Regions from separate parts of the Lactuca sativa genome. Here region 1 is linked to region 2. The links are chromatin contacts, called in public Hi-C maps. All regions are on one chromosome and are shown on one strand. The core of a region is the stretch at or near the end of the contact, and the rest is flanking DNA. Distances in the headings are between cores, read along the strand shown. Region 1 holds the start of LOC111906610 (coatomer subunit epsilon-1). Region 2 holds the start of LOC111906611 (probable WRKY transcription factor 14).

Region 1 (7,109 bases), core at 283-2,782, 140 kb before region 2:
TCACCCATGGTTAGCAGATTCGGATAGAGAACAACTCTGTAGACTCATGGATTGCCAAAAACTATCATTAGAAGCTTGCACACATGCTGCACAGAATGAAAGACTGCCATTAAGAATCATAGTCCAAGTTCTTTTCTTCGAGCAGTTGCAGCTCCGGACATCAATCGCCGGATGTTTCTTGGTGTCTGACAATCTGGCGGACGGGTCACGGCAGTTGAGAAGCGGGGTGGTTTCCGCCCAGGAGGGCGGCGGTGGTGGCTGGAACACGGCGGTGAGGGAGAATCAAGTTCTGAAAGTTGGTATGGATAGTATGAGGATGAGGGTGTCTGAGCTTGAAAAAGAGTGTTCGAATATGAAGCAGGAGATTGAGAAACTGGGCAGAGGTAAGGGCGGCAGCGGTGGCGGTGGTGGTGGTGGTGGCGGCAGTGCGTGGGGTAACATGTCAAAGAAGTTTGGGTTTAAACTTAAGTCTCAGATGTGTAGTGCACAAGAGGGGAGTGTTAGCAAGCAGAATAATGGAAGTGGGAAGATTGAAAAGGGTAGAGAGAAGCAACATAAGCATAAGAAAGATTTGTCTTGGGCAGGGTAAAATTGGAAAAAAAATGTTGAAATTGGAGAAAAAAGATATTTGTTTGGCAATTTTACTATCGAGTAGAATGATGATGTGGCATTGGTGTCTGAAATGTTGGTTTTTGGTTGGAAGGTAAGAAGGGTGGGTAAATGGTGATCATAATATCTGATATAATGATCAAATAAGTAAATTTAACAATACAATTAGTATAATTGCTAAGCAAATATCTTTTTTTTTTTTTTTTTTTTTTTTTTTTTTTTTACTTGTGAGCTCTTTGTATGTTTTATTAGCTCTCTTGTTGATTATGTTTAGTTTGAGTTATAAATGTTATGTGGTCATAGTAACTTACTTGTAAGAAGACTTGTGTGTAGAGTAAAAGTTATTTGTTTGGGATCTTTATTATCAAGGAAAATGGAAATATGTATTTGGTCATTTTGTTGTTGATATATTTTTTTCTGTAATATTTTGATGGGCTTGTTTTAACTTGAAGAAAATAACCTCTTTACTTATAAAAAGTAGTAAAAAAGTTATTCTCATTTCATTTTCAGTATATATTTATATTTCTCTTTCTAAAATGGTTACAAAAATCATTTCCATATTTAGTACATATTTATATTAAAATTTTTCTATTAATAAAATTGGAAAAAAAATAATTTCCAATTTATTCTCGTATATATTTATATTTCTTTATACATTAGATAATGAAATCAATTTTCTTTTTCCAACTTAATTTTTTTTTGAAGAAAAAGTAATTAATTATATTTTGTATTTTGTGAGCATGAAATTATTGGACATATTTTGGATATAATAAGTTTGGAAGACAAGTAAATCATTTTACAATTTACACATCTCTTTGAACCGTTTTTGTTAGTGTTTATATAAATAAGGGCCAAAGTTGACAAGTATTGAAAGCTGAAGGTCCTCAAGAACACTGATAAACTATTTTGCCACATCTCTTTGAACCGTTTCAAGAACTGCCGAACAAACATCTTGCTCGCGTTCTCTCCATCTGTTGATATCTCCGATCTCCGATCTAGATCCGATTAACAATGGCGATGGCACCCGATGTGTTGTTCAATTTGAGAAACAACTTCTACTTGGGAGCATATCAAGCCGCAATCAACAACAGCGATATCCCCAAACTCACGGAAGAGGATTTAATCGAACGAGATTGCCTTGTGTATAGATCCTACATTGCCCTTGGAAGCTACGAAGTATGTGATTTCTTCGTTATCTATCTATTATTTTTCTCATTTGTTTGATTTCATGTGTTGTAATTGAATTGATCTTCGATAGCTTGTGATTAATGAAGTCGATTCATCTGCGGCGACGCCTCTGCAAGCCGTGAAATTACTCGCCTTGTATCTTTCCAGCCCCGATAACAAGGTAAAATTTGTTGATCTCGTAGTCATGTCGATAGCTATTAACTTGTATGCAATATGGACATAATCATTGTCTACAAAAATGAAACACGTTGCTTTTTCTGTTCCATGGAAATTGCAATAATTCCCCTTTTGAGGTTTCAGTAGCATTGCAATTTGCAACCTTTGTTGAAAGTTCCTATTTTGAAGTGAAGGACAGCATCACTTTGAAACAAACGGAGGATTCTTATATCCTGTAGATATTGCAATAAGTTTTGTTTTTGAGATTCCATACAACTTGGGAAATCCTTTGTTGAGAGTTCTAATCTTGAAGTTACTATTTCCCTTACTCATTGCTAAAATCATATGGTTTAAGTCTATAGATGATTCCTTGGTTTTGTATTTACTGCATGATATATTATATACTCAACAAATTTGACAAATAATTCAAAGTTTTGTGCACAGCTTAGTCAAAGCTTTCAATTTTATTGGCAAGAAGTAACATGAATTATTGTTGTCATCTTGGTTACTTGAAAGTCTTGTTCTATTCATGAATTGTTCTTCAGTGATTTACATTAGTCAAATAATATTAATAAGTTCTATGTCTGCAATTAGGTCAAGTTTTCTTTCATAAACTGCAACATGCACAATTGAAATTTGAAAGCAAGACGTGTTCTTAACGAATAAAAGCATGTATGCTGTATGCCATTTGTGTACATGTGCCTCTGCTGTCATTTCAGGGATAAAATGGGCCATTTCTCTAACTAGTAATTATTATATGATCTGATAGGAAAGCATCATTTCAAGTATAAAGGAGTGGTTGGCAGATGATGCCATTGGGAACAATCCAATTCTCAGGCTTATTGCAGGCACCATATTCATGCATGAACAAGATTACAATGAGGCTCTCAAACACACAAATGCTGGAGGGACTATGGAACTGTTGAGTTTTACTTTTTCTCTCTCTCTCTCTCTCTCTCTCTCTCTTTATGATGTTATTTGTTATTAATTTTATTTCTTTACTACTCCCCATAAAAGATACACATACACTCAATACCCTACATTCTAATCTTACATCAGTTATATTTTGCCACTCCTAGTTGCACACAGCTCCATAACTACAAACAATCAAATATTTTTGGTTATAAACAGATCTTGATTTAACAGGAATTATTGCTCTTTTATTCTGTTCCTAATGCATTATGTCCCTTTCAGATATGCCTTGAATGTCCACATTTTCCTCAAGATGCACAGATCAGATTATGCTGAGAAGCAATTAAGAGTTATGCAACAGATTGATGAGGATCACACATTGACTCAGCTTGCAACTGCATGGCTTAATTTAGCTGTGGTATGTGTTTTTTCAACCTAATTGACTTATTGGGGACATGACTTAATCTGGTAACCTATATATGAAAAACTGTTTTTTTTTATGAAGTGTACAATTTTATGAAATAGGGTGGTTCAAAGATACAGGAAGCATATCTCATATTCCAAGATTTCTCTGAGAAGTACCAAATGACTAGTCTGATCCTTAATGGGAAGGCTGTGTGTTCCATGCAAATGGCCAATTTTGATGAAGCTGAATCATTTTTACTAGAAGCACTCAACAAGGTAAATTTCCAATTTCCAAACGAGGCCCTGTTTTTCATTACATGACAATACAAAACAGGTTGTACTGCATGTGGCATGTATTGAACTGACACTGACACTGATGTCAATGGGACAAAAGTTGAATAAGTTAATTGTAATGTTTTCAAATAGGATGCAAAGGATCGAGAAACACTGGCTAATCTGGTTGTATGCAGTCTCCATCTTGGGAAACCTTCTTCACGGTTTTTAAGGTTTGCAGTCATTTTCTTAAATATTTTTTTAAATATTATTTATATAGACAGTAGTCTTTTAGAAACTGAGTTTTGTGTGTTTTTTTTGGTTGCAGTCAGTTAAAACTGTCGGATCCAGAACACATGCTACTCAAACGGGGTTTAACTGCAGAGGAGAATTTCAACAGAGCAATACAAACGGTTGCTTAAAGATGTTGATTTTTGAAAAGGAAGTCAATTTTGAATACTTGTGTGTTTGAATATATGTGACTAAAAGTTCAGAAAATAATTGATTTTTGTTTTTTTTCTAATAGAGGAAAAAGTAATAGTTTTGTCGTGGAGTAGTTGGTCAAAGGGGGTCTCACATGGGGTTAATTTAAATAAATGGGATTTAACTTTAAGAGAAGTATTAATCAAGTGATCTCACATGGGAGGATGCTTCCACATGGTACTAATAAAAATCAGATCTTTGACTTCCGTAAATATGGATTGTTGGATCATCCAAAAATAAGATACATAAGAAAAGAAAAGGCTTGTAGGAGAATATAGTAATATACGAAAAGAACAAACACGACTGAGCAAACGATTATATTATGTTTGGCGTACTAGCTGAAAAGCTAACTGTTAGCTGAAAATCTAGCTGATAGATGAAAAGCTAGCTGTAAAATAAAAAGCTAGCTGATAGCTGAAAAGTTAGCGATAAAAAATGACATTTGGTAAAATTAACTGAAAGATATAAAATTACATAAAATGACATTTAAGAGAATGTGTTTCTATAATTAATTAAGTGGTATATTTGAATTTAAAAAGAAAAACTCTTAAAAACTATTCTAAATAGTTTTTTAAAAAGCTAGTTTATAAACGACTTTTTAGTTTGACAAAGTGACACGCCAAACACAACCTATGACTTGCATTTTAATATAATTTTCTTAAAACAAATATGTCCTCTCATGTTTGTTTCTAATGACGCAATAGCCAAAAATAGGTCTTGGAAACCAACTAATGTAGCTAAGTTTAGATTTTACCTTGTGAAAGCTTCAATTCCATTAGCAAGGGAGAGAAAAGAGAAAACATTAAACATGCACTTTGTTGTGGAAATTTTTTTGATTTTTTGATTTTTTTTTAATAAGAAAAGTAAATTTTGGAAACATGTTTGTTTAAGATTTTTTTTTTAAAAATTTCAAAGAAAAGAGAATTTTTTGTTTTTCAAAATTACATGTAACTTAATTATTGCTTTATGTATTTTTTTTTCATTTATAAAAGTTTCTAAAAGATAAACACACCCTACCCTCATATCCACCTTAACACTAACCTACCTTACATATCCTATCTACATAGCCATACCACCGGTCCACCACCCTACTCCACCCATCCACCCACCCTACTCCTACCACTCCTATCCTATCGTCAAGTATGTATGAAGAATGTAACCCCCATGGATTCGGACTAGACGTTTAAAATATAATAAGTGATAATTATTTATAATTAAAATCATCGAAAAGGTTGTTCGTCGTATGCGTTACGAGTGATAATAACGTTTTTAATAGAAGATTATTTAGGATAAATAATTATAACGAAAGTTTTAGTAGTTGCGATGATGATTCTGTGACGTATAAAGAACGCTCAAATCTGATTTCGTATGAAGAAGTTTTGATTTTTTTAAGTTTCGCTACGACACAGTACAACAAGGTACAACATAGAAATCGAAAGTAAAATCAGTTGATTGGTAGCCAAAACAATGTAAATAAGGGTTGAAGATCTCGTAAATACGAATCGGTCGATATAGAGATAGTCGAGAACGGAGTTCATATGAAGAAGTTATGAATTTTGCACGGTTTTTTGCAGTGTAATATTCATAAACTGTAAAATTTAAAATAGAATGAGAATTAGTTGATGAAGTCTAAAAGAAAGTTGTAGTACTTGGAAATAACTACAAACAACGTCAAAAACAGAGCTCGTATGCGAAAGATATGATTTTTTTTCGAAGATTCACGATTTCACCTGCTATAGGCGATGCAACACCACTCACCACTCACCATGTGTCACGTTTGGAAGAGATGTTTGCCGCCTACGCCAAGGCACGACACACATGGGTCAGGGACTCGCCCTCCATTCTAGCAGACTATAAATAGCTAGTGAATGTTGTTCATTCCCACACAAATATTTCATCATTTCTCTCTAGAACCTCCCCCACTCTAAGCCCGATTCTCCTGAGTTTCTGACTACTTTTTCGAGGTTATGAGGCATCAAATATCCTAACGAGAAGGAGTGTTCGGAGTCAAAGTTTTGCCAGTGCAGTTTCTGGTTTTCGCTTGAAACTCTTTACGTTAAACTGCACTTACTACGCTTTAATTGTAACTTATATCTATATTCATAATCGTTATTATGAACCTATAAATAAGATTTATCAGTGACTCCAAGTCAAAATACCGATTGATCTACTTACGGTAGTGATGTCTAGGCTAGATCCAATGAGGTGTTTAAAATGGATTTTCAAAATAGTATACTCTGTATACCAAACAGATCCTACCTTCGATATGATCTTACTTGGTTGTTCCTTATTCAATAGAACTCGAAGTATTCCTTGGGATTGCTGAGGAATGTGGAAATAGTTAATATAACATTATAAAATATGAATGAAAACTGAAGCATAGTAATATTCATACTTAGATTGTTTAAAAGGGATAAGTTGAAGTATTAGCCGAGGAGCTTGCTTTCCTGAGGATCTCCAAACTCAATCAGGTGAGTGCATAGCTACTTTAATGAACATGATTTTAATGCCAATATTTATTAAAATTATTAAATATTTGTTGAAAGTTTATATGTAAATTATATGCTTATTGGCTGGAATATGTGTTAGATGTATATTTGATGACACACGCTGTGCAGACCAGATATGGTTCTGTATGTGTTAAGATATATATATATATATATATATATATATATAAATATATATATATATATATATATATATATATATATATATATATATATATATTATTTACATGATAATAATAAAAGTATTATTATTAATGAGAAGATTTATAATAAATACTCAATCCTCTGTGTTAAATATATATGCTAAATTAGGATAGCGTTGACTAAACAGAGATGATATTGGATGTAGATTATAGAGATTGTAGTTTGTTCTAGTTTCTAAACTAAAACGTACAAAGGATGTTTAGATCCAATTAAGTTGGATAATGAACCGGTCTAGTTATAATTTAAGGTTTGTCAAGGACATTTAGTTTGAGTTAGGTTGAAAGAGTGTTAGTTATATCTTGTATTGTAAAGATATTACACAGGCAGGTAATTTGTGTTGATCTTGTCTAAATAACAGACTAAGACCCAAAG
Region 2 (6,199 bases), core at 2,438-4,937:
ACTTTCTAATAAATCCATTCTATAATGCAATCGTCAATATTGTTTTGTTAGATAACAGAAAGATCCAACAAAAACAATCCTCGATGCTATAGTATTCAACATTTTAGTTGTTCAATAAAATAAAATAAAAATAAAAGAGTAGATATAATATCTCCATAATATAATACAATAAGTAAAATGTATACCAAGAGGCATATAGCCTAATGGGTTGTAAACTTGTAATTAGTGATTGAGCTTGAAGTTATAATTTGGGGGGCCGAAAATAAAATACGTATAAAAATTAAAGGATAGAGGGGGCCAAAGTCAAATTTTCTTGTTTTGGGCATAATATGTAATCTTTTTAATACTTATGGACTATATATAAAAAAAATTGGGGGGGGGGGGGGGGGGGGGGGGGGGGGCACAGCCCCCCTTGGCCCTATATATGCTCCGTCCATGCTTGTAATTAAGGTGTCCTTAGTCATTTGTATTTGTAAACTTGTAACTAAGGTGTCCTTAGTCTTTTGTATTTGTATGAGTTAGATTATGTTTGACATCTAAAAAAACTAAATATAACTGAAAAGTTGGTTGTTAAATGTTAGTTGAAAAGTTACTTGATACTTGATAGTAGAAGTTATATGTGAATTTATAAGTTAGCTGATAAAAAATCATGTTTATTAAAAATAACTGATAAGTTAGCTGAAATATATAAAATGATATAAAATACATTTAATATATTGAATTTTCTATAACTAATTAAAGGTATATTAGAATATATATATATATATATATATATATATATATATATATATATATATATATATATATATATATAAAAAACACTTGAAAAGCTAGTCTAAAGGTGCTTTGAAGTGCTTTTCAATCAGCTAATTGATTTTTTGGAAAAACCAAAAATTCTTGGTTTTTTTGGAAAACTCATTTTTTTTGTTTGTTTTTTTGTTTAAAAAGTTAATGTTTGTAAACATTTTTTTAATTTATTGACTTTTTGAAAAGCAAATAAGTTCATAAAAATTAGTTTTTAAAAAATATTTGGATTAGCTTTATAGTGGAAAAAATCAATAAATTAATAAGTTAAAAAATGTTTTGTTAGCTTATGCATGTAAAATGATCATTTTTCAAAATTAATAAGTCAATGTCATAAAAAGTTTGCAAATATAAATTCTGACTAATTAAAAACTCGTTTTCAAAGGCTTAAGTAGAAATTGTTTTAAATGGACTTTTTCATTTATCAAACACTTTTTAAAACTTATTTGACTTTTTAAAAATTCGATAAGTTAATAAAGAGTTTTTAAATGAAATTTAAACATGTAGAAATTGTTTTAGAAATTGTTTTAAAAGGACTTTTTCATTTATCATACACTTTTTAAAACTTATTTGACTTTTTAAAAATTCAATAAGTTAATAAGGAGTTTTTAAATCAAAATTTAATCATGCTCTAGTTCATTTTGAAAAACACTCACAAACACCCTCTAAATAACCTTTTTTTAAAAGCTAGCTTATACTAGTATTTTTTTTTGTTTGACAGACATTACAATTTTAAAAAACTTAAAAGATAAGTTTATTTATCAGTTACTGATTGTTCAAAATACTCAATAAATAATATATGTAAACCATAACCTTTTGAGTTTTTATTTAAAACGAACTTATCATTAGAAAAGTGAAAAATAGAAAGATTTGTGGAAAAATTAAAAATAATAATTTCGAAATAACGCAAACAAATATTTAATCAGAATTATGTGTTCCAGGTAAAATAAAATGTTCATAATTATGACTATATTTTATTTTTTATTTTTATAAGATATATAAAAATAGATCAATCACAAACTTGGAAAATGTTACTGATATATATATATATATATATATATATATATATATATATATATATATATATATATATATATATATATATATATATATATATATATATATATATATATATATATATATATATATATATATATATATATATATATATATATATATATATATATATATATATATATATATATATATATATATATATATATATATATATGAATAGATCAATGATATTATATATTTAAAATCTTAACTTTCAATAATGTCTAGATAATAAATTTTAAATCTGTCCTTGAAAAAACTATAATCAAAATATTAAAATAGCTATTAAATAATACTATCAAACAAATACTGTTGATAATGTTGTGAAAAGTAAAGTATACCATATATAAATCATTTTTGAGTTTTTGATTTAGATGACATAGACAATAAGTAACAACATCACGGTTTTGTAATATACTGTATTTCTCTATTTTTGTAAATGAAATGAAACATAGGAAAAGTACGTTTTTGAAATATCCATAAAAAAGATAATCAAAATAAATTAATCTTGAAATTTTATGAATTACAAATACAATTTTTGCACAGAAAACTATACATTTGAAATAAAATACTAAGCATAAAGAATCTTCTGAATTAGTACAAAATATTGAATTTTTAGTATAGATTTTTAAATTTTTATTTCTAATTTTAGCTTGTAAATTAACAAGTCTTTAATAAATCGTATTATTATCATGTGTGTTTTTAAGGATCGCTTAGACTTCCAACGAAGCAATTTATATCGAATTCATTGTTATTATACACTATGCAAGACTTTTTACCATCATTATTATTATATTAAATACGTAAATGTATCTAATGGATTAAAAATTATCATAGAAGTTGTAAAAGTGAGTTAAAAATTATATGTGTATCAGTTATGAAGCAATATACATGCGATCTTCCTATATATTATTTCATTGAAGCAGTTTCCAATAAGAAAGAATTTAATATGTGCAGGGTATCAAGTTGTTTACCTTCTCTTGATGCCCGGATTTCGCGGGGATGAGATCTGTAAGGTGGTGGAGGAAGTTTCCAGCAAACAGCGTTTTGATGAAGCAGCAGCAGCAGCAGAAGAAGAATTAGAAGATGTGATGATATCATTATTTGAAGAAAAAGTTGACTTTGCAGCATTTGGTGAAATCTGAAGCATCTTTGAAAATATATTATGATTATGGTTATGGTTATGGTTATCCTTGATCTTGTGATCATCAAACCCTAAATGTGTTCTTGTTGCTGGAGTAGGTTGTTCAATTTCATCTAAACTGTTTCCAAAGAAGCATGGAATTGAAGTTCCTTCATGAACGAGTGGATCTGCAAGAAGGCTGGTGAAGGGTTGACCAAAACCAGCTTGATCATGGATTCTTGTTGACTTTTGGATCATCTGTGGTTCTTGATCAGATTGATCAAAGTATTGCCAATCTGAAACCCCCGGAGGATCGCCGGAGTTGACACTGCCTGGCCGGAAAATATCTGCTAAATCACCAAGATAGTTGTTCTCCATTATCAACCAATGGGAAGAAGATCAAGAATTAACCTCAAGAAAATTTGGCTGTGACCAACCAGATTTCTGTGGTTTTTGCACCAAACAGACGTGAAGGTTTGAAGAATGAAGATGCAGCTGATGTAGCTCTTTCTTTTTTGTTTACATGTGGAGATGATGAGTTCTTGAAGGGTGTTGAAAGAGACAGTTTTTAGGGTTTGGAAGAAAGAGATGAAAGTAGAAAGAGAAAGAGTCGCTGACTTTTCACACATATGACAGTTCTATTCCATACGCAAAGAGAAGGAAAAAAGGGTTTGTATATTAGATTCATGATTAGTTAATGGGGATTTTTAGATGGCCATAATCTGACTGAGATATGTGGATTATTTTATATAGTTTTGCAATATACATTTGCGATTATGATATATATATTTATTATTTCTTGACAAAACTTCAAAAATGGTCCTTGTGGTTTTCGAAAATATCAAGTTTAGTCCCTAAGTTCAAAAAACTTCATAGATCGCCCCTTTGGTTTCAAAACTTTTAACATTTAGTCATTCCGGCTCACTCCGTTACCATTTAACCGTTAAGTTCGGGGTATTTTTGTCATTTCATTACCCAGGGACCATTTATGAGGTTTTCTATTATTTTTTTTAAAATAAATAAATAAATTTAATATGTAAGGGTCCCACCTCTCTCTCTCTCTCTCTCTCTCTCTCTCTCTCTCTCTCTCTCTCTCTCTCTCTCTCTCTCTCTCTCTCTCTCTCTCTCTCTCTCTCTCCTGTTTTCTTCTTCGTCTAGCACCACACAAACACTCCAATACTTGCTATTGTTGTCCCCATTTCTTCTTCATTAGACTGCCATGACTCACCCACCGGAGGTGGGTGGTCCTCCTTTTGCCAGAAAATGCGAAGATGAGAAGGAGGAGGTTGTTGCCTCCATCCCAACCTCCAACAGATCCCTTCCCGTCGAAGCTCAACCCCCAAACACCCCACTACTCACTAATGTAACCTACCGGTGACCAAAACAATTCCGTCGGGGACTTCTCTAGTCGAAGGTGACTACCGGTGAGCCAAAGCACTACCTCCGCAATCTCAACCTCTCTTTCCTCCTCCTGTTCTGATAATTAATCACTACCTCTGTTGTTGTTATGACCACTAAACACCACCGAACACTACCTTCCAGTCGTGACCCACCATCACCGCCACTGTTGTGAAGTTCGATTACCACCAAGTTCTCCCCTCCTCCACTTGAACAAGTCTTGATTTGAGCAAGAACAAGAACAATTCCTTCATAACCAACTTTTTCATATGGGTGTTTGTTTTTTTTTCAACAATCTTTGTGGGTTTTTAAGAATAAACGCCTGTGACTTCGTTTCTTAAGAATAAACAGTATTGATCGGAAAATAATACCTCGAATTCCGGTAATAGATCCTTCACGGCTTCGTATACGTCGAGAATTTTGAACAGTCTCTCTAGTGCTCTGCTCCCCATGGCGATTCCATTAGCGAAATTAAGCAGCTCCATGGTGGAAACCCTACATACATCCATGAAGGAGAGATCGGCGGCGTCTTCTATAGAGAGAGAGAAAGAGAGAGAGGTGGGACCCTTACATATTAAATTTATTTATTTATTTTTAAAAAAGTAATAGAAAACCTCATAAATGGTCCCTGGGTAATGAAATGACAAAAATGCCCCTGACTTAACGGTTAAATGGTAACGGAGTGAGCCGGAAGAACCAAATGTTAAAAGTTTTGAAACCACAGGGACAATCTATGAGGTTTTTTGAACTTAGGGACTAAACTTGATATTTTCGAAAACCACAGGGACCATTTTTGAAGTTTTGTCTTATTTCTTTATTAGTCTTTTCGTCTTGTTAAGAGTTTATTTTACGGTTTAAAAAAAAAGTAAAAAAGACGGGAAATTCCAAAAATAAAAAAGTCAAAAATATATTGACAACATTCATTTTGTTTGGTACGTAAAAAAATGAAAGCTAACTTGGTTACGTTTTATATATTTATAATATCGAATTTTGTTTACTTCAAAACTATCATAATGTGGTTACCCGAAGTTATAATATTTTTAATTAATTCTCTAGACTTTCAATTTTTATACTATTTAGCATTTGAATAGGTTTCAACTGATTTCTTGGTTGCCACTTCACACATGGGTAGATTTGGTACTAATGTGACATCTAGAAGCAAAATAACATCATTCGTCTTCTCTCATGACGTTTTCTTTCGTCTGTTTCTCTTGTCTCGTCTTTTGTCCTTCAAGAACGCTTCGTCGTCTCCCTTTTTCTCGTCTCCTCTCCTCTCGTTATAGAAGGCTTCATGTGACATCCTCTTTTAAGCGAAGGTAAAGCATTGATCACCATGTATTTGATTTTTCCTTCTACCCATTAGAAATCAGAAGGCAAACTCAAGAACCAATTGCTAGGTATCTTTCCTATCGATTTTGTTCTTGTAAAGTTGATATAGTCAATCGATATTTGAAGCACAACAAGAATGAGAAAATACTTATTATATTACATACGATTCAAAAGAAAATACTACACATCCATTTTTCAAAAAGATCAAAAACAAAACAACTAACAAGCTTAACATATCCATGTTATTGCCAAAAATATACTAAACAAAACACAAACTTCACTTCCTTCATAAAGCCATGGGGTTGTCAATCATGTTAATTTATAGTCTTTATAGGGCCTTTTACACACACACACACACACACACACACACATATATATATATATATATATATATATATCCTTGCAATACAATACCCTAATGGAGAGGGCTTTTACCACATTTAACATGGTATCAAGCTAGGGTTTCTAAACCCCTTCATTCTCACGTAT

The links. A called contact is a pair of places that touch in the nucleus more often than the background predicts.
Region 1: a contact with region 2 is called in a Hi-C map of leaf, with 4 times the contacts expected there. The contact joins the promoter of LOC111906610 here to the promoter of LOC111906611 in region 2. A contact is called at or near these places in 2 of 4 Hi-C or Micro-C datasets (both in leaf).

What each region holds. Positions count from the first base shown.
Region 1 is chr7:43,926,598-43,933,706 of Lsat_Salinas_v11, reverse strand. LOC111906610 (coatomer subunit epsilon-1) reads left to right here and starts at 1,532. Exons shown (of 7, transcript XM_023902376.3): 1 at 1,532-1,785; 2 at 1,868-1,957; 3 at 2,723-2,874; 4 at 3,148-3,283; 5 at 3,391-3,546; 6 at 3,697-3,776; 7 at 3,872-4,092. The coding sequence starts at 1,621. The coding sequence ends at 3,965. It overlaps LOC111906608 (BTB/POZ domain-containing protein At1g30440), which reads left to right. Exons shown (of 4, transcript XM_023902375.3): 4 at 1-1,003. The coding sequence ends at 589.
Region 2 is chr7:43,791,820-43,798,018 of Lsat_Salinas_v11, reverse strand. LOC111906611 (probable WRKY transcription factor 14) reads right to left here and starts at 3,687. Exons shown (of 3, transcript XM_023902377.3): 1 at 2,835-3,687. The coding sequence starts at 3,361.